2 separate regions of the Ovis aries genome follow, and region 1 is linked to region 2. Evidence: chromatin contacts called from public Hi-C data. All regions are on one chromosome and are shown on one strand. The core of a region is the stretch at or near the end of the contact, and the rest is flanking DNA. Distances in the headings are between cores, read along the strand shown.

The links. A called contact is a pair of places that touch in the nucleus more often than the background predicts.
Region 1: a Hi-C map of hypothalamus shows a contact between it and region 2, with 4 times the contacts expected there. The contact joins two enhancer-like sites. A contact is called at or near these places in 8 of 16 Hi-C or Micro-C datasets (blood, hypothalamus, liver and 4 more).

Annotation. Positions count from the first base shown.
Region 1 is chr13:39,112,017-39,116,211 of ARS-UI_Ramb_v3.0, forward strand. All of the region lies in intron 8 of RIN2 (Ras and Rab interactor 2), which reads left to right. Among named protein-coding and RNA genes, the nearest start is that of NAA20, 31 kb to the right of the region's middle. Within about 2 kb of position 1,670, at least 31 of the 54 cell types and tissues checked have an H3K27ac peak or open chromatin away from gene starts, as enhancers often do. A contact at or near this core is called in hypothalamus, where this site is marked.
Region 2 is chr13:38,949,627-38,953,626 of ARS-UI_Ramb_v3.0, forward strand. All of the region lies in intron 1 of RIN2 (Ras and Rab interactor 2), which reads left to right. LOC132657631 reads left to right here. Exons shown (of 2, transcript XM_060397507.1): 1 at 1-2,857; 2 at 2,898-4,000. Among named protein-coding and RNA genes, the nearest start is that of RIN2, 22 kb to the left of the region's middle. Within about 2 kb of position 2,320, at least 23 of the 54 cell types and tissues checked have an H3K27ac peak or open chromatin away from gene starts, as enhancers often do. A contact at or near this core is called in hypothalamus, where this site is marked.

The sequences.
Region 1 (4,195 bases), core at 420-2,919, 160 kb after region 2:
ACTGATATACTTAGTAGTTTGTAATAACCTATATGGGAGGAGTCTGAAAAAGAATACATATGTGTGTATCTATATATGTTTGGATATATGCGCTCAGTTGTGTCCGACTCTTTGCAACCCCACAGACTATAGCTCACCAGGCTCCTCTTTCCATGGGATTCTCCAGGCAAGAATACTGGAGTGGGGTTGCTATTTCCTCCTCCAGGATGTGTTTGTGTATATATATATATATATTTTGTATTTATATATATATATATTTTGTATATATATATATATATATGAATCAGTTTACTATACACCTGAAACTAATAGGACTTTGTAAATCAACTATACTTCAATAAAATGACCAAATATATATATATATATGCTGTGTATGTGTGTGTGTGTATATATATATATTTGTGTGTGTATATATATATATATATATTTGTAGCTCGTGGCCTGGCAGGACAATGTATCCTGTGTTAGTTCTCTTGGTGGTTTCTCCGGAATTCAAAACAGCAACACACTCCACCCCCTGGGCTGATCTGAACTAGAAACACAGCTTCTTGAAGTTGACTTCATGTTATATACCTGGCTTGGGGGCTGAGCATCAGGCTCCAATACCTTTGGGGGAGCGACTAATGGGAACTGCAGATGGGTCTGTTCAGGGCTGGACCATTCCGGTTGCCTGCCTGATTTTGTCCTCTGTGTGGGCATTGAGGGTCTCCTGAAGGTACGTCTCAGCAAGCCATGGGTGGTTGTGCTGTATTGGTTGGAAAGTGCCCTTTTTCACCCTCAGAGGGGGGCAGAGGCCATGGTGTGCAGCTGGGTGAGTTGCCACAGGGAGCAAGCACCAGCGCAGCAGAACGTGACAGCATCAAAGTCCCCAGGGAACCCCTCCCTGTCCCCCTTCTCCCCAAAGGGTAACTGCCCTGCGGGCTTCTAATCACAGAATTCAGTAAGTTTGGGAGTAAGCAAAAACAAAAAAGTCAAATGGACAAGTTTGCTTTGTGTATCTTTAAAAATAATTATCAAATTTTGGAGGGCACTTGAAAGGTGTTTTCTCCAAAGTCAAGGGGAAATAACTTTCTTTCTAACCTCATTGGAGAGCTGAATTGCTAATAGTTACTTTGGCCAAGGGAAGATTGAATTTGGCAAGACCTCTCTTTTTCCAGGGCTAGAGTCTTAAGAGATTTTTTTTTTAAACTTCAGAAGATTGACTCTGAAGGACACATTTCAGAGACCTCATTCACTGGGCAGCAGCAGTCAAAAAGAGCTACCCAACATTTCTAGGCCGTTCATAAAGCAAAGCTGGAATCGGCTTCTTTCTGATTGGGTCTGTTTGTGGAAAGTAGTAAACAGCGTGTGGTTTGCCGGTGGTGTCTCCCCGCCTCTCTCTCTCCCCGTCTCCTTGAAGTGAGTTTCAGCAGCTTTTTTATTTTCTCACAAAGGAATCAAAGCCTTGTTTGTTTTCCTGTGGCTTGCGCCTGGGTGGGTGGGGCGTGGCTAGAGCCCGGCTGCTGGAGAGAAAGCTGGAAGGAATGTGCCCCAGGATGTGCCGTGGGGATGGAAAAGCATGCCTTCGAGACAACGGAAGAGCAGCCCGGGCCCTCTCGGTCCGGCCCCCGCCCTTCCAGAGCCTGCCTCTCAGGGGAGACCGGCTCGGACCCCGCACCGGCCGGAGAGCCAGGCGGGCGCTGATGTCAGCGCTAGGCTATGTGGCCGCAGTGCCAGACAGCCCACGGAGACGAGGCTCCTCCCTGGGGAGCCAGGCTTTGCCTTCCTTCCCCGCCGATGCTGTGAGCACCGACCGAAGCTGCCGGTCCTTCCGGGAGGTGGGGGGGGGGGGGGGGAAGCTCTCCTGCTAGCTTCCCGGAAGGTGACAGTTCAGATAGGGTATTGCTTTTGGTTGGAGCCCCGGATCTCATCTTCTCCAAAAACAGATTTGAATGTGGCCAGCAGTCTTTGACACAAACGCTTTGCTGCTCTGGAAAGATAGAGCTTTCCATCTAAAAATCTAAGGTCCTGTGGAGGAGGGAAGCTGACATCCAGGCTGCCTGTCCCAGCGATGGCAGTAGGTCTTGGCCTCAGCCCTGTGAAGCAGGCATCCGTGTGCCCTGGAGCAAGGCCGGGTTCTGCCAGCTGGAGCCAGGTGTCCAGGGCTATACCGGCCTAGCCTGTGCAGCTTCTGAACTTTCTTCTTTGGATTCAGAGCCTGTTTTTTTGAGGGGACTTCCCTGGTGGCCCAGTGGTTGCCTTCCACTGGACCACCAGGGAATTCAACCCTTGGTCGGAGAGCTAAGATCTCATGTGCCTCGTGGCCAGAGACACAAAACATAAAACAGAAGCAGTATTGCAACAAAGTTAATAAAGACTTTTAAAAAGGTCCACATTAAAAAAATCTTATAAATTAACAACTTTTTTTTACTTTGTTTATTTGGCTGTGCGGGGTTTTTGTTGCTGCACAGGTCTTCTCTAGTTGTGGCAATCAGGGGTTACTTTCTAGTTTCAGTGCACGGCTTCTTGTGGCAGCTTCTTTTGCAGAGCACAGGCTCTAGCGTGCAGGCTCCGTAGTTGTGGCACACGGGTTTAGTTGTCCAGCAGCACGTGGGATCTTCCCGGACCAGGGATCAAACTCATGTCTCCTGCATTGGCAGGCAGATTCTTTACCACTGAGCCACCAAGGAAGCCCCCCACCCCAATTTATTTTTTTTAAACCCTGTGTTTTGAACCTTACCCCTGTCCCCTGCCAGAGAAGGCAATGGCAACCCACTCCAGCACTCTTGCCTGGAAAATCCCATGGACGGAGGAGCCTGGTGGGCTGCAGTCCATGGAGTTGTGACTTCACTTTTACTTTTCACTTTCATGCATTGGAGAAGGAAATGGCAACCCACTCCAGTGTTCTTACCTGGAGAATCCCAGGGATGGTGGAGCCTGGTGGGCTGCCGTCTCTGGGGTCGCACAGAGTCGGACACGACTGAAGCGACTTAGCAACAGCAGCAGCAGCCTCTCCCCTGCTGGTGCCTATGTTCATATTTTCTCATAAGAAACTAAGGAGATTGGAAAACATTGTTAAATTGTATTATACACCTGATAGGAATACTATATTTGTCAATTATATCTCAATGAAAATTAACTTAAACATTTAATTTGTAAATTCAAGGGAATTAGAATAGTAGGCTCACCGCTGGTAGAGGAAGCTCAGAGTGCCACTGTCTGCGGATGTGTGACACACTGCCACACTTTTTTATTGGTTTGTTTTGTTTAAGCTTTTGCATTGAAAGAGATGCTTCATCATATCTGTTGCTTCATCAGTGAAACCATTATTCTGTTTTGAAAAGGGCAGAGAATGTGCTGGGCTTTTGAAATTAAGAGGAAGGCAAGCCAAAGCAGAAGGTGACCTAAGAAACTCATCACATGCCCAGTTGTGAGGAAGGATGTGATCCTAATGATTAGAAAACCAATCCCCTTAAATGTGCTAGTTCAGATTCGGACTCTGGCAAGAAAATGGAGTCTAAATGATCTGTTTTACATATTCCTAAATGAAGGGCTCACTAGTTTACTAAGACCTTGTTAACACAGTGATTCCTTTGAGCTGTGTGATCAACTCACGGTTTTCACCTTTGTGTAGATTTTGCTCTGTTTTGCAAATTCAGGAATGGAGGTCAAGATGTATGAAGTGACTTGTGGAGAGTTATGCTGCTGGTGGGTAGGGGAGATTGGATTCAGCCCTGGTCTCCTCTGGTTTATCTGTTTATTTTCACCAATCTCACTTCTTGGGAAGTTATAATCCACTTTGAATGGATTCACTTTAAATGCCACCCCCAGGATTCCAAACATCAAATTTCTTCAGAACCGGTGTCAACTGATGCTTGTAAGGCTTTTCAAGAATGCCAGTTGGGTTTCTCTTCTTAAAAAAAAAAATCTAGTCCTGCCCTCCTTTCCCACAGCTTCTGGGGGAGAGAGTGCTGAATGAGGAGGTGGGAATGTAAAGCCTAGATCTACGGAATTCCATCCTGAAATTAAGGAAGTTGGAGGAGGTATTTCAGTGCTGTAACCCACGTAGAATTCCATCACTCATGTGAAAAAGAACCATATGGAAGCATGCACATTTAGTGTTTGGATACAGTGCTAATCTTCTTCACAAAGGAGTTCTTCAGTTGCACAGAGAAAAGCCAATGAAAAAACCAAATAGCTCTCACCCAACTGCCAC
Region 2 (4,000 bases), core at 1,070-3,569:
TCCGTCACGAATGGCAGAGGGTTTGGGTTTTTTTGTTTTATTCATTCTGTTTACATGCAGAGCCTATGAAAGGACTGAGGATGCAGGCAGAGGCTGTGGAAATCCTGTTGAAGCTGGTCAGGGAAGGACGCTGATGACGAGGGGGCTGGAGCTCTAACTGAGCTGTACTCCGGGAGTGGGGCTGACCTCCACCCCGGTGGCCAGGTCCACACACCCGCTTCCCTTCTGAGCCCAGGGAGCTCCTCCCATTCCCTCGCCTGGCCCCTGCTGCCTTGCTTTGCTGCTCACCTGTCTGCTGAGTCTTTGCCCCAGTGCAGAGCCGGGGCGCGCTAGCCCAATGTCGCTGAGGAAAAGGCTTGAAACCTGACCTCTGCTGTCTTCACACGTTTTAAAATGGCACTATAGGGATTAAAGAGGCTTTTATAAATTGTCGGCTAGATATGAAACTGCAGCATCTTGACTCACAGCAGGAACATTTGCCAATATTTTCTCTAACTTTGCATTTGTGTCCAGCTGGGAATCAACCTTCTTTGTGATGGGGGATTTCCTATTCACATGAAATCTTTCATGGCTCTGGTGCAGTTGTCATTCCACATGGACTTAAGAATACTGTGAATAAACAAAGAAAATGCTCAAGGAGAGCAAAGCCTTGCTTTGTAACATCCCTAGGCTTTTACTTTTTTTTAAAGTCAGATTTCACTCTTAAAAACAGACAAAAATATAATTGAATATTGGGAGGCTTGGAATCTCTGATTACAAGTGACACATGCTACAATCCAGTCTTACAGGGTATTATTTTCCTCCAAATCGAATGAAATTCCCAGAAAGGCAAATAATACTATAGAAGCTATATTTTCAATGATAAGAAAAAATCATGTCTCTGAGATGTTGCTGAGTAGATTTCTATTTTGAGGGGAGGAAAAATGAAGTCTCCTTTGATACTTTATCTCCTAAAGAGACGAAATGCAAGGGGTATTACTGCCCTGGGCATTTACAAATTTGTGACTTATCTGCATGAACCTGCTTCCCTGAGAGGTGTTATAAAACAGGTACAGTATTGGTATTCAGACAAGATGGTGAATTAAATTTTCATGAGCATTTATATAGACAAGGAACTTCAGATAGCAAAAGACCCCCAAATTGGTGACTCATAGCACCTAACTTTCAGAAGGGGAAACTGAGTCCTAGAAAAGTTAAATTATGTGCCCAAGTTTTTACAGCTCACACACTCCACATTTGATGCCCTGTGGGCCATTTCTTTAGATGTTTCTGGTGTGTGTGTGTGCGCACGTGCGTGTGCACACTCAGTTGCTCAGTCAGGTCTGATCCCTTGTGACTCTGTGGACTATAGCCCACCAGGTTCCTCAGTCTGTAGGATTTCTCAGGTGAGAATACTAGAGTGGGTTGCCATTTCCTCCTCCCCGGGATCTTCCCGATCCAGGGATTGAACCTGAGTCTCCTGTATCGGCAGGCAGATTCTTTACCACTGAGCCACCTGGGAAGCCTGTTGCTGGGATGGATAACAGTTATGTTTTGTTTTAATCTCACATCATTGGTTGCTTTTTTCTCCTCTTTCTGGAGAGGAAACAGTCTAATCTAGAAGGAAAAGCATTTCATGTTTTTGTTTTTATGAAATATGCAATTTTGTAAATTGTACTTTTAAGACTGACTTATTTTTGGCCATTTGGTGTTTTGTTTTGAAAGTTTGTTGCTTCTGGTCTGTTGGTTACTTTAATTTCAAACTGATCTTCTTCTAATTTTTTTCCAATTAAATAACAACAACAACAAAATGCAGAAAACCAAACAGCATTATCTTGCTCCTTTTGCTCTTGAAATCACAGAGGACAATGTTACATTTAAAAAGCCTGAGAATAACAGTGATCCCAGAGGAGCTGGATTCAGGGACCGAAAAGAAATAGTTTTGCTCCTAGATGTTGTTTTTTTGGTTTTTCCGAGGGTGGTTATAAAAGAAAAAAAAAAAGCCTGAGTTGAATAGAGCTTTTCTGATGAGAATTTTTGAAAAGGCTGTGATTAAAAGAAAAACAGGTCCCACTGTGCTGGAAACTTTATGGACGTCACTCCATTCAGGGCCCCTGAACAGTGTTGTGAAAGGAGTGCCTTGATTCCATTTTACAGGCAAGTAAACACAGGCTCTGAGAAGTTAAGTGAGCTTGTCCCAAGTCACAGAGTTAGTAAGTGGGGTTTGAAACCGGGGGAGGACTTCCTGTGAGTAATGAGATAAACACCCAAGTCCAGCCAGGCGTCTCTGAGCCCATCCCTGTCAGGAGCACTGGGCAGAGACAGCAGAGAAAATCTGGAGCAAAGGACAGGACTCTCGGGGGTGTGGGGTGACCCAAACCAGACATCACCCTAGACAGACAAGTCCTGTCCTGGGTGGAAATATTGGAATGCATGTGGGACCCGAGGCTTCAAAACAGAAGGAAGGGAACCCTGAAAGGTCATTCCTCTTGTAGATGATGTGTAGCAAGTACAGCGAATGGGGTAAAAGGAGTCCTGCAGAGATTAAAAAAAAAAAAAAAAAAAGACTAGTATTGGAATAGCAGAATCCCCCTCACCCAGAGAGCTCTCTGTGCTGTAAAGAAAGTGCACTTCACCATGGCAACAGCAGAGGGCGCATGTGCCTAGAGAAACCTCGTTAGCCACCCGAGGCACTTGTCTGTATCTGCTCACTGCTGGTCCAGGAAAGAAAATCCATTACAAAAAGGACAGAATGTGGCAGGCAATACATGCGCAGAGCTGGGACAGAAGAAAACAGTTTGGGAATCAAAACACTTCAGGGGATAAATGTTCACCCCTCTCTAAACACATCTGGTGGTGGTGGTGTAGTCGCCAAGTTGTGTTCGACTCTTGCGACCCCATGGACCGTAGCCTGCCAGGCTCCCCCGTCCATGGGATTCTCCAGGCAAGAACACTGGAGTGGGTTGTCATTTCCTTCTCCATAAACACATCCGCTGCTAAGTCGCTTCAATCGTATCCGACTCTGTGCGACCCCATAGACGGCAGCCCACCAGGTTCCCCCGTCCCTGGGATTCTCCAGGCAAGAACACTGGAATGGGTTGCCATTTCCCTCTCCAATGCATGAAAGTGAAAAGTGAAAGTGAAGTCGCTCAGTTGTGTCCGACTCTAGCGACCCCATGGGCTGCAGCCTACCAGGCTTCTCCATCCATAGGATTTTCCAGGTAAAAGTCCTGGAGTGGGGTGCCATTGCCTTCTCTGAAACACATCTATACATCCCAAAAAAGAATATAATAGCACATAGCGTTCCAACATTATTAAATTTCCTGAGATAAGCATTTTCTTTTTATAAATTCTTGATTCAAGGCTGTCATACATATAGATTTGTCACAGATATGTTTATATATGTCAACCTTGCATCGAAGATAGTTTTAAAAATCAGAGCTAAAATGGACAAAACCCAGGAAGATGTGAAATGAGACTTGGCTGAGCCTAGAAGAAATAAACTTCAGCTTTCATGAATGGACTTGTATTGGGATGTCCATGGGACCATCCTTTCCAGAGAGAGCAGAGTAACCGGTGACCTGGCTCCTGCTGCTGCTGCTAAGTCGCTTCAGTCGTGTCGGACTCTGTGCGACCCCATAGACAGCAGCCCACCAGGCTTCCCTGTCCCTGGGATTCTCCAGGCAAGAACACTGGAGTGGGTTGCCATTTCCTTCTCCAATGCAAGAAAGTGAAAAGTGAAAGTGAAGTCGCTCAATCGTGCCCGACTCTTCGCAGCCCCATGAACTGCAGCCTTCCAGGCTCCTCCGTCCATGGGATTTTCCAGGCAAGAGTATTGGAGTGGTTTGCCATGGCCTTCACCTGGCTCCTACTTTGTTGTGTTTTCTTTCCTAAACCGCAGCCCAAGGCAAATATTCCTTGCCCACAGCTGTACTTAGTGCCTCTTCCAAAGAGAAACAGTTTATAAGGCTAGTCTTGGTGATGGTTTTTTCTTTCCAAGTTTTCTATTTAAAAAAGACTC